2 separate regions of the Zea mays genome follow, and region 2 is linked to region 1. A link is a contact called in public Hi-C data. All regions are on one chromosome and are shown on one strand. Each heading gives the region's core, a stretch centred on a gene start, on an enhancer-like site or on the middle of the called end of the contact. The rest is flanking DNA. Distances are from core to core; before and after follow the strand shown.

Region 1 (5,873 bases), core at 1,588-4,087:
CACACGCCAGCGACCAACCCCAGGAAGCACGCAGACGCCCCAAACACGGTGGCTGCCACCTCGAGCCCGCGTGCGAGCGCGCAGGTGAACAGCTGGGCCGCGCGCGGAGAAAAGCGGGAGGTGGGCCACACGGGGAAGGAAGTGAAATGGGCCTCGAGAAGGTTGTTTTGGCCCAGATGCAGGTTTGTTCTCTTTTTTTTGTTCTTTTCTATTTTCCTTTTCTCTTTCTCTTTCCTTTTTCAAATTCAAAATTTGAGTTTATATTTGTGGAGTTCATACTTAGGTTAAATTTAAATAACCAAATCTAGTTATTTTATATATTTATTTTATCTTATTTGTGTAGTATTTCTTCTCTTTTCTGAAATCTCAAATTATAAATTTCCTTTAGAACTTAAATTCCACTTTTGGGCTTTTTAATATATTTCTTGTCACTTTATTTTTTTTATGTTGTCACAAAATGCACACAACATGAAAACCCAGCATGATGCATATTTTGGTAGCATATATCTTAATAGTTATTTGTTTTTCTTTAAATATGGTGTTCACATGTGATGGTACATAAAGGTCAAACTCACATAAAGAGAAATTGTTTTTCCATTTATATTATTTCTAACAAATTGCAAATTGGGTATCACAGACCTCCTACCTTATATATTTTTATACTAATTTTATATGAATCTATGACTTGCATGAATTTTTGAAGTCAATTGAGGGTACATGTTACATTTTTTATCGATCATATTTTAGATTCCAATTGTAACCGGTGTAATTTTCGTACCGAACTTTCATTTTCGATGTTTTCGAATAACCGATGTCATTTTCGTTTCTGGAGATACCGTTTCGATCTCGTTTCCGAGGAAAAATATGAAAACGATAATGGGTTTAGTGTTTACCGATTGTTTCTGACCGTTTTCACCACTAAACGGGAGGTAGTGATTAAGACTAACTTCAGCGGAGACCTTCAAATCATCCCACCCTATATCTAAAGAAGATTTACTCCTCTATATGCTCTAATGATGCCCTCTAAAACATCATCTAAGTATAGAGGACGCTAGTCCATCCTCTATATAGAGTCTCTCTCTGCTCTATCCTTTTTATACTTCAGATGACAGATTAAGTAAAATTTAAAAATATTTTTGAGGGCATAACAAATACATATGTACAAAAATCTAGAGCAAAACATGTCTATAATTTATGTATTTAGTGCATATAGAACAAGGTATAAAAGACATTGTTGGGGAAAATAATATACAAAGGAGGAAATCTTTTATAGAAGTTTGTAAAGAAATAATATAGAGAAAAACTATAGACAATATGGTTGGAAACGTCCAACCAGCACGGTGCAACTGTGAGCCTACGAGGCTTTCCCTGTTCATGTTTTTGAGCTAAGACCGATTTCAACCATTCCCCACATATATCCCTCTCAATCTATACTTTCTATTATACTCTCTCCGATTTGTTTTTATATGACGTTTCCGACAAGTTTGTAAGAATTAAGGAAACATTGATTTAACAATATTGCTCAGCCTCGGACCCACGGTGACGCATGCGAGTGAGTCAGAAGCAAAGCACTGGAGTTGAGAGGAGAGGGGCAGAGATGGAAGACCAGTGAAAATTTGTGAACTGGCGTCATATAAAGAAGACACTTTTATCTTGTGTATATAAACGAACAGAGGGAGTATTTTACTATATTACCTTAAAATATGCTCTCCTATATATAGGACATCTCTAACCACTCTCTATATAAATCCCCTATACAAAATTTATACTAACGTACTACATATTATTATTATCAGGTGAAACTTAAACAAGATTAATATCATAAAGAAATTGATGTAGTCAAAAAAAAATATTGGAAGAGAATAATGCTCACCTACATAAGAGGAGTTTCCTCTCTCCCCTCGTATGGGAGATCTTAGAGCATCTCCAAGAGCTCTCCATAAAACGACTCCTCAAAATCAGTTTTAAGGGACATCTAAATAATAAGTTGGGGTAGATTTTAATCCTTTCTCCAACAGATCCCTTAAAGCGACAGTTTGTTTCTGGGGAGCCCAAAAAACCCCTCATTTGTAGCTACAAATGAGGAAGTTTTAAGGGCTATGAAAAAGTTGGGAGCGCTTTAGGGGAACTGTTGGAGACATGTTTTTGTGTTTTTCCCGAAAAAATAGATTTAGGGGAGACTTCTGAGGAGCTTTTGGAGATGCTCTTAGAGAGCTCTTGGAGGGGAAAATCTTATCAAAGCCTCTCTTAAGTTATCTCAACAACTTACTCACTATTATCTCTTATTTTTATATCACACTTTGTAAATAATGTATTTTACAGTGCAAAGTGGTATTTTACACGGTTATATACACATATGAAGATTGTTGGAGACTGAATAAGCATGTGTCGTCATGAGAACGGAGAGGAGTAATAAAATCACTGATGTACCTGTATTGTACGTATCAAAAGTTTATTTTAATTCCCCAATAGTATTTTCACCTTGTTTCCACATAGCACGTACTCCGAAGTTACTTTGCATCCTTTGTTTGATTTATTTTCCGGTGAAAAATGCAAACAAGACGAAATCGACTTTTACCGGATACATAGGCGGTTGGAACTTGTAAGGGTAGCAATTCGTAAGTTCTTGATCGGACGGCAATAGAACGCCTAGTTTTTTTTTTGCAAGGTTAAAAAATGTTTTCCCGCACCACTTGTCGGAGCATAGACATGGAGTATCTTGGCCCGCGGAAATCGAAGGTCGTGGGGGTTGGGAGGACTAGCGGTTACCGTCCGCGTTCGTGCGCCCGCTCCATCTCTGGCAGCGCCCCCTGGAAATCAAAGCCGTCCGTCGGATCCCCACCGGACGTACTCCCCACAGCGCCACGTGCGGCACTCGCTCGCCCCTGCCCGGGCCGCATAAGGAGCACGACGACGCATCGCTCTCCCGGAACACTTGTCCTGCGAGATCGCACAGCGTCGAGACAATGGCTCGACCACCTGGCGGCGCCCGCCGGCGGGGCGGAGGCAGCGGCAGGAGGGACGCGGCGGGCGGGTGCGAGGCGGTGCGGAAGGGGCACTGGACAGCGGAGGAGGACGGTGTGCTGCTGGAGCACGTGCGCGTGCACGGCCCCCGGGACTGGAGCTTCATTCGATCCAAAGGATTGCTGCCGCGCACCGGCAAGTCCTGCCGCCTCCGCTGGGTGAACAAGCTCAGGCCAGACCTCAAGACGTGCGCGCCAACCCTCCCTTCTGGTTCACTTCTCAGTGCACTGTGGATCCTTAACTGCATTCGCATTGTTGTAACTGATGCGACTCTAGTTGTTAGATTAGAATTTCGTTTTTCGCTTGGGTTTAGGCTGCTGCACTGGTCCCGACGCTTGGTTTGTTGTGTTCTGCATTGTGTGCACGGTTCATTACAAATTCACCATGGTGATCGCCTTGCAACAGCGGCTGCAAGTTCTCTGCAGAGGAGGAGCGGGTGGTGCTGGAGCTGCAGGCGCAGTTCGGGAACAAGTGGGCGAGGATCGCTACCTACTTGCCGGGCAGGACGGACAACGACGTCAAGAACTTCTGGAGCACCCGCCAGAAGCGGCTCGCCAGGCTGCTGGGAACGCCTATCCGCCGCCGCCAGTCCAGCAGGAGCAGGAGCGCCAAGGCGCCTGTTGCCTCCTCTCTGAAGTCGCGACCCGCCACCGTGGTAAAGCCGTCGCAGGTTGCAACACACATTGCCCGCTCCGCTTTCTTGGCTACTTGTTTTACAAGTCTTCTCCTTCGTTGTTCGCTAACCATTTCCAGAGAAGGGATAACTTGCAGCTTGAATTTGGTGTCCCCTGGGATGACAAAAAAAATTTAACATGGATCCCTGATGCGTCGTCAGGTTCCCTGCCTGGATCAAGTTCCATTGGAGGGCAGCTCCACCGGTGTCCACCCATGCAGCGCAGGCGCAGCAACACCATTCATGGACGCGCACAGTATCAGTGCTGCACTAGCCCCGTATGATTGGGCAGGCTCCGGGCTTGCCAGTTCCGACGGAGCACTGCCGCTGGCCTCCGACATACACGCCTGCTCGTCATCAAACGCTGCCGCACTGCCACCACTGCTGCCGTTCGACCAGCCTCCGTGCACTGAGCTTGGCTTCCCAGGGCTACCGGCTGGCTGGAACATGGCTCCTGGGTTCGACAACGTCGGCACTATGGATCATCTCGCCTACCAGGAGCTGCTCCCGGTGACGCAACCCGCTCCAATGATGCTCCCGTTCTTCGGCACGGAGTACCTGCACGGTGGCGCCAAGGCCGAGCTTCCTGACGCGGGGCCCGACTACTTCTTCGACGACCTGCCGCCGGACATGTTCGACTCCCTTGATCAGCCGCCTCGGCCACTGTCACCGCCTGCGACGAGCTAGCTCTGGATATTTGAGGTTGCCCTTTCTTAACGATGAGTGCCGTAGCCCTTGGCCTTGGCCTTGCTTGACCATTCTTTTCCACGATATCTGTCGCCTGACCATTTCCACTCGATTCACCCGACGGTCAGAGCGACTGGACAGCGTGCCATGCCTTTTCCTGTCTCTCTACAGGAAAATATATAATGTATTTATTGTGATCTATAACAATATATTTCAGTCTTTTATATTACCGTATTATAGAAAAAGTGTAATTTATTCTTTTGCCAATAATTACTAACAGATTTGGACTAGTAGATGAAGATCTCGTGTGAAACTCTGAATAGAAGTTGTGAGTGTGTTTATTATGGCTCTAGAGTAAAACTTTAAACGAGAGTTGGTCGGGGGTATTCAAACTCTATCGAGTTTTGAGAACAGCCGTATAATTTTTTGAGTAACTCTTTTGTTGTTCTAAAAATCCTTAAAAAGCAACATAAATATAAAACTTGAAGGTATTTACCCTTCAATGTCACTGCTTATGTAACACACCAGGTGTTCGTCACGTGCTAAATAACAATTTCGAACTCAAGCAATTAAATTGGTGAGTATAATAAACCCTAAGTCACATTCATTTCTGTCTATTTCGATGATATCAAGAATCTTGTAAAGTTCGGAAATTATTTCGTCACACTAAATAATGAGTCCAAGTTCTGTTCGATCGTAAAGTGAATATACAAATTCGAATAATCAACTAGTCTCGTGATTTTGTTACAAACAAATCCAGTAGAACTCGACGACATAAGTTAGAGTAAAATAAAGTGAGCGGATAAATCTAATCGAGCCCGAACTAACTGAAGCCGATTTAATCACTATCTAAATTGGAACTTTGATCTGAAAACAAAAATATAATGTCATATTTAAAACGCGCTTGAAGTTCATAATCTAGATTGTGCGCGTTATCAAACTGAATTACGTACGAGGGTAATAATCGGTGTTCGGATAGTTAGCAGTTGGAAATATCTAATTTCGATAATCCGTGCTTTTCGAACAACATAAAATAAAATGGAATAATTAGCGCAACCCATTTAATGGCTTGTTCGGTTAGCTCTCAATTCATGTGGACTGAGTGAGATTGGATGAGTTTGAATCTCAAACAAGTTAAACTTCTTTTTAATTTTTTCTAATCTCATCCAATTCATGTGTATTGAGAATAACCGAACAAACCCTAATTGATTTGGGACAAGCTGACTTTAACCCACAAAAATCCTAAACTCTAGCTGCCACTATATAAGCTAACGAACTTGGGAAAGTTTCCATTACCACCCCCTGACCGCCGCTCAGCCAGCAGCCGACCTCCTCTCCTAGCCATTACCCACGTCAGCCCTCTTCCTCCTTGGCGTGCATGCCCTCTGCTCTCTGCCTTCCATGGCCGTCGGTCTCCACAGCACAGCAGTCACGGACGCCCCCTGCCACTGCTCCAAATGGCGAGCTCCACATCTGCATGGAGCCGAGC
Region 2 (5,873 bases), core at 2,440-4,939, 75 kb before region 1:
GGCGTTGATGAATGACGTGCTCCACCCCTTCCTCCGTAGGTTTGTGCTGGTTTTCTTTGATGACATTCTGATCTACAGCACGTCGTGATCTGAGCACCTGCAGCATGTCGGCCTCGACTTCACCGCCCTACGAGCCCACGGCCTCTTTCTGAAGAGATCGAAGTGCTCCTTCGGGACCCCCTCCGTCGCCTACCTCGGCCACGTCATCTCCGCCGACGGCGTCGCCATGGACAGCGACAAAGTGGCCGCGGTCGCCTCGTGGCCGCTACCATGCTCTACACACGGGGTGCGTGGCTTCCTGGGCCTCGCCGGCTACTACAGGAAGTTCATCCGCGACTTCGGCTCCATCGCGGCGCCACTCACACGTCTCCTGCGGAAGGAGGCATTCGTCTAGACGGCGGAGGCGGACGAGGCTTTCGTTGCCCTGAAGCGGGCGCTCTCGTCGGCGCCGGTTCCATAGATGCCCGACTTCGCGCGCCAGTTCGTGGTCGACTGCGACGCGTCCGGCACCGGCTTTGGCGTCGTTCTACACCAGGGGGGCGGACCCCTGGCCTTCTTCAGTCGACCCTTCGCCGCTCGCCATGTCAAGCTGGCGGCCTACGAGCGCGAGCTCATCGGGCTGGTGCAAGCCGTCCGGCACTGGCGCCCGTACTTGTGGGGGCGCCGGTTCCTCGTCCGCACCGACCACTACAGCCTGAAGTTCCTCCTGGACCAACAGCTGTCCACCGTGCCTCAACACCAGTGGCTCAGCAAGCTGTTCGGGTTCGACTTCACCGTCGAGTACCGCCCCGGGCGGCTCAACTCGGCGGCCGACGCGCTGTCTCGCCGCGACGAGGAGACTGCGGCGCTCTGTGCCCTCTCTGGGCCCTCCTTCGACCTCTACGCCGACATTCGTCGTGCCACCGCGGCCGACCCGGTCACGCGCGACCTGCTGCAGCAGCTGCAGGCTGCATCTCTGGGCGCGCCGTGGGCAGCCGACGACGGCTTCCTCCTCCACGGCAAGCGCATCTACGTGCCTGCCACCGACGACTTGCGCCACCAGGTGGTGACCCTGGCTCACTCGGCAGGACACGAGGGGGTCCAGAAAACCCTTGTGCGCCTCCGCGCGGACTTCTACATCCCCGGCGACCGCCAGCTGGTGCTCGACTTCGTCCGCTCCTGTGACGTGTGCCAGCGGAACAAGACACCGACCACACAGCCGGCCGGCCTACTTCAGCCCTTGGACGTTCCGTCACAGGTGTGGGCAGATATCTCCATGGACTTCATCGAGGGGCTGCCGAAAGTGCACGGCAAGTCCGTCGTCCTGACGGTGGTGGACCGCTTCTCGAAGTACACCCACTTCATCGCGCTCAGCCACCCCTACACCGCCGCCTCCGTCGCCCGTGCCTTCTTCGACGGGATCGTGCACCTACACGGTTTCCCCAGCTCCATCGTCAGCGATCGCGACCCAGTCTTCACCAGCAATCTCTGGCGCGATCTCTTTAAATGTGCAGGTGTCAAGCAGCGGCTCGGTACGACCTTTCATCCCCAGATGGACGGCCAGTCCGAGGTCGTCAACAAGGTCATTGCGATGTATTTGCGCTGTGCGACAGGTGATCGGCCTCGCTCGTGGGTCGACTGGCTCTCCTGGGCGGAGTACTGCTACAATACCTCGTACCACACGGCACTCCGAGCGTCGCCATTCGAGGTTGTGTACGGCCGACCCCCACCACCCCTCATGCCACACCACGCCGGGGCGGCCCAGACAGAAGCGGTGGACGCCATGCTGCGGGACCGCGACGCGTTCCTGGAGGAGGTTCGCGAGCGTCTTCTTCAGGCCCAGCAGTACGCCAAGCGCCACTACGATGAGCACCATCGCGAGGTGGAGTTCGACAAGGGCGCATGGGTGCTGCTCCGACTTCTCCACCGACCCACCCATGCGCTCGTCTCGCCGTCCAAGGGCAAGCTGCGCCCACGCTACGCGGGGCCGTTCCAGATCGTCGAGCGCATCGGGCAGGTGGCTTATCGTCTCCGACTCCCCGCGGACGCGTGCCTGCATGACGTCTTCCATGTGGGGTTGTTAAAGTCGTACAACTCTGCCGGCTCGCCACCATCAACACCAGCCGTGCTGCCACCGGTTCAGGACGGGCGACTGCTGCCAGCCCCTGCGCAGGTCCTGCGCGCACAGCTCCGTCGCGGCGCGTGGCACATCCTCGTCAAGTGGCAAGGCCTTCCGGAGGACGACGCCACCTGGGAGCCCCTGGACGACTTCAAGACTCTCTACCCGGATGTGCAGCTCGAGGACGAGCTGTTTGCGCAGGCAGGGAGAGATGTTATGACCGGCCGCCACTATAGGCGCCGGGCAACAGCATAAGCATGCAAATAAGGATTAGAAGATAAGCATGCAGATAAGGATTAGAAGATAAGATTTGTTAGAGAGAAGATAGGGATTAGAAGATAAGATTTGTTAGAGAGAAGATAGGGATTAGAAGATAAGATTTGTTAGAGAGAAAAGAGGAGATCTATCTCATTAGATAAGGACTAGAAGGGAGTATAAATAATTGTAAGCACCACTCTATAGATCAAGCAGAAACACATTGTTTCCGGCTTCCTGTAGAGAGCCGGGAGTCCAACCCTAGCCGCCACCTTGTTTTCCTTCTCTCACGATCGCTGGCTCCTCGCCGCCGTTCAGCCTTCAAACCGCGCCCACCGATCCTCCACACGTACAACCTCCGATCGGTGCGTGGCAGAGAACAGCAGCATACCAGAAGCACACGTAATCTGTAGAGAAATCCAAATCCAATCTGTTATACACCTATACAAATTTTGAATATTGATCAGCTCTTATGATGGCACACTGGGGAAAAAGAGCTCTAAGCCTCTAACGTGGCACGTCTGGCACAAGGCATTGAACAACATTTGCAATTGATACTGACACTGTACTTTACTGGTGCAGGACTACAGATGAAAGCAACAATATTGGCATACAACAGTCAACAGGTAATCCAGATCCAAACCATAAAACTTAACAACCCATTTCTATTGTAGTCCCTGATGTTGCATCATGTTTCCAATCAATGTGATAATGCTGCTGCATCAACAATGTGCTTCAGAGGGCAGCATGGCAATTGCCACCCAAGTTCGGCCTTGCTCTTGACATATGAAGGACGACACGTGCAAGGGAACAGGCCAGCAGGTACTGACCTGTACCATCGCAGCGGAGGTCCTCGCAGGCGGAGCAGCCAGCGACGACAGCATCGACGGCCGAACCCCATCCTTCACCGGTCGAAACCACCTTCCACGCCGCTCTGACCGCCTCACGGAACGGCCAGGTGCTCACCACCACCGGGAAAGCCACGCCTACTTTCTCCGCGCCCTTGTCGCCCACCGCCTGATTACACCCAAAAAACCCAACAATCCAAATCCATCATCAATGATGTAACAAACTAATACAAACTCCAGAGACCAAATCAAATCTGACGCTTACCGAGCACCAATTGAGCCGAATTAGCAGGAACCCTATGAGAAGCCGCACGGAACTCCGCCTCATGGAACCCATGGAAGCGGCCAAGCGGGCGTCCGCGATTGACTGGATCACTGGATGCAGGGGCGGACTGGCGGGTCCGCCGGTGCCTAGGTGGTAAGCTTACCGCGATCTGCTCCTACAACTACAAGCTCTTCGATAGTGACGTGTCCCATATGTCATTATTGGGCTGGCTGTTGTATACTTCAGGTATCTCTATCTTCAATCTTTTATCTCACTAGAAAAAGTTGCGCGCTTCGCGGCGCCCTGCCAAGCCTAAGGACGGATACTTTTAAAATAATCTAAAATAATTTTGTTCAAAGTCCATTTTTTATAGCCACATGTGACTGCTAAATGTTTTTTGTCTGTTAAAAGTTTCATCGCCGCCACTTATGTCACGACTGCAACACTGACACGATTTCTATTTCAATGATGAAATCAATAACAGCAAAAAAATAAAATGATGTTAATCTTTTGCGGTTCCAAGATTGTCCAAATAAACGTGTGCATAAAATTTACATTGTTCTCCATAAATTCAGAACTTGAATCTGGGTTCCACTTTAATTGGCTTGTTTTTATTTTCATCGGAACTTTTAAATCTTTTTTAGAATGGTTAAGACCAGATGAATCATGAGAAAATGCTAGTTCAGCAAAAAGCTCCTTTAGTTGTGGCAAAACATATATAGAAGTGTTTTCTGGTCCAATTGGTTGACAAAGGTCAATGAGTGTTGTAGCAGCCACCTAATCAACAATGCAGTTTTGGTACCGAAAAAGTTTCGGTTGTACAAGTAAAAGTAATATAAAATAGTAAAAAAGGATAATTTGCACACGAAGATCCAAAGAAATCTGCATAAGAACTTTTATATAAAGACAGGCTTGGTCCTGCAGATGCAGTAGAAAACAATGAGATGATTAATACATAAATATTATGCAAAAAACACACATATTTAGAAGAGAGGCATTGGCACCAAAGCATTTCAGTTGACTAATATCCAAATTTTGACATTAAGTTTTTAAGGTCAACATCAAAATTCACAAGTCAAGGAACACTTGAGCATTTAAATCAACGTGTTTGGTGAAAGTTCTTATGCATTGATTTAAATGCTCCAGAGATTCTGGCTTTGTGCGTGACTGACTGCTGAATGGGCATATACCAAATCTCTTGATAACCTTTGAGGCCACAATACGCTGCTCCAAATCAAGATAAGCACTTGGTTCATCAATCAGATAGATATCTGCAGGCTGAACATATACCACAATGTAAGTGTGCAGAAGCTGACAATCAATCCAAATGATATAAGGTTAGTGGTATCTAGAGGCTGAGTGTCATTAAAGTATTAGGGATATATGGTTCCAGACATCATCAATAACTGGAGCAATTGATACACAGAATCAGGAAACAAAAACCAGTCAACCCAACACTAAGTAGATATGAATTAGGAACTAATAAAGGTACTTACGATCTACTTTGGTACATTACTCTATATTTTCACATTACCTGCATCAACGTTGTCAATCCTGGTCTTGAAAATGTTGCTACCTTGAGATGCAGAGCTAGGAACTGAGACTGACACAGGAGCAGGAGGGGTAAACCTAGACTGACACAGGGACGGCGTGGTGGATAGTAGAGCCGAATCGACGAGCAGGGGCAGGGAAGCGGTGGATCTGGAGGGAGGCGGCATCGGAGGGAAGCACAGGGAAGCATTCTTTTAACATTCCAGGTGCTAAGTATGAACTGCCCAAGTATGTTTTGAGTGAACCAACCAACCTGATCCGAGACAGCTGAACGGCAGCCGGCCGTAGGAAGACCCACCGATGTAAAAACTGTAAATGACTGCAGATGCCGCCAAATTGATCCCTTGCTTGTGGTAACTGGAGTGCCTCGAGTAACCTTCACATTTGCTTTGGCAACTTTCGGCAATAGGGTTTTCCAGTTCTAGTGTTCAGATAAAAACTTTTGCGTACCCTCGTCTATTGTTCTTGGTTCTACTGTAAACATGAGTCTGCTTAGAATTCTTTGGAGCGAGAATGCTGGTGAGATTGTTCTCGTCCACTATCATGATACAAGCTGGAGCATACGTTTTAGAAACTTGTCACATCTCGTGCAACTAATTATATTATTATGTGGTCTGGTCTGACATTTGAAATGAAATGCATGATAAGGATACGATCTAATTCATCAGATGCTCACGTCCGCCTCTCCTCGTCTCTGTCTGCCTGTCCTCTCCTCTGTTGTTCCTCCACCGTCAGCTCTTGTCTACGTCCATTCTATTCATTTATAGTGTGTGATCCGATTTAGAGTTAACAGGTGTGTTACAGTTTGATTTTAAACATTCAGGTTTGGTCTCAAATATCGAACTGTTCCATTGAC

The links. Hi-C and Micro-C count contacts between places; a contact is called where the count stands out from the background.
Region 2: a contact with region 1 is called in a Hi-C map of root tip, with 4 times the contacts expected there. The contact joins the promoter of LOC100280081 here to the enhancer-like site in region 1. A contact is called at or near these places in 4 of 25 Hi-C or Micro-C datasets (ear, leaf, root tip and 1 more).

The regions. Positions count from the first base shown.
Region 1 is chr2:21,559,170-21,565,042 of Zm-B73-REFERENCE-NAM-5.0, reverse strand. No RefSeq gene overlaps it. Among protein-coding and RNA genes, the nearest start is that of LOC103648466, 27 kb to the right of the region's middle. Within about 2 kb of position 2,837, at least 6 of the 20 cell types and tissues checked have an H3K27ac peak or open chromatin away from gene starts, as enhancers often do. A contact at or near this core is called in root tip, where this site is marked.
Region 2 is chr2:21,634,834-21,640,706 of Zm-B73-REFERENCE-NAM-5.0, reverse strand. LOC100280081 reads right to left here and starts at 3,689. Exons shown (of 7, transcript NM_001153019.2): 1 at 3,467-3,689; 2 at 3,184-3,370. The coding sequence starts at 3,538. LOC111590821 (a long non-coding RNA gene) reads left to right here and starts at 3,579. Exons shown (of 2, transcript XR_002749933.2): 1 at 3,579-3,712; 2 at 5,055-5,667.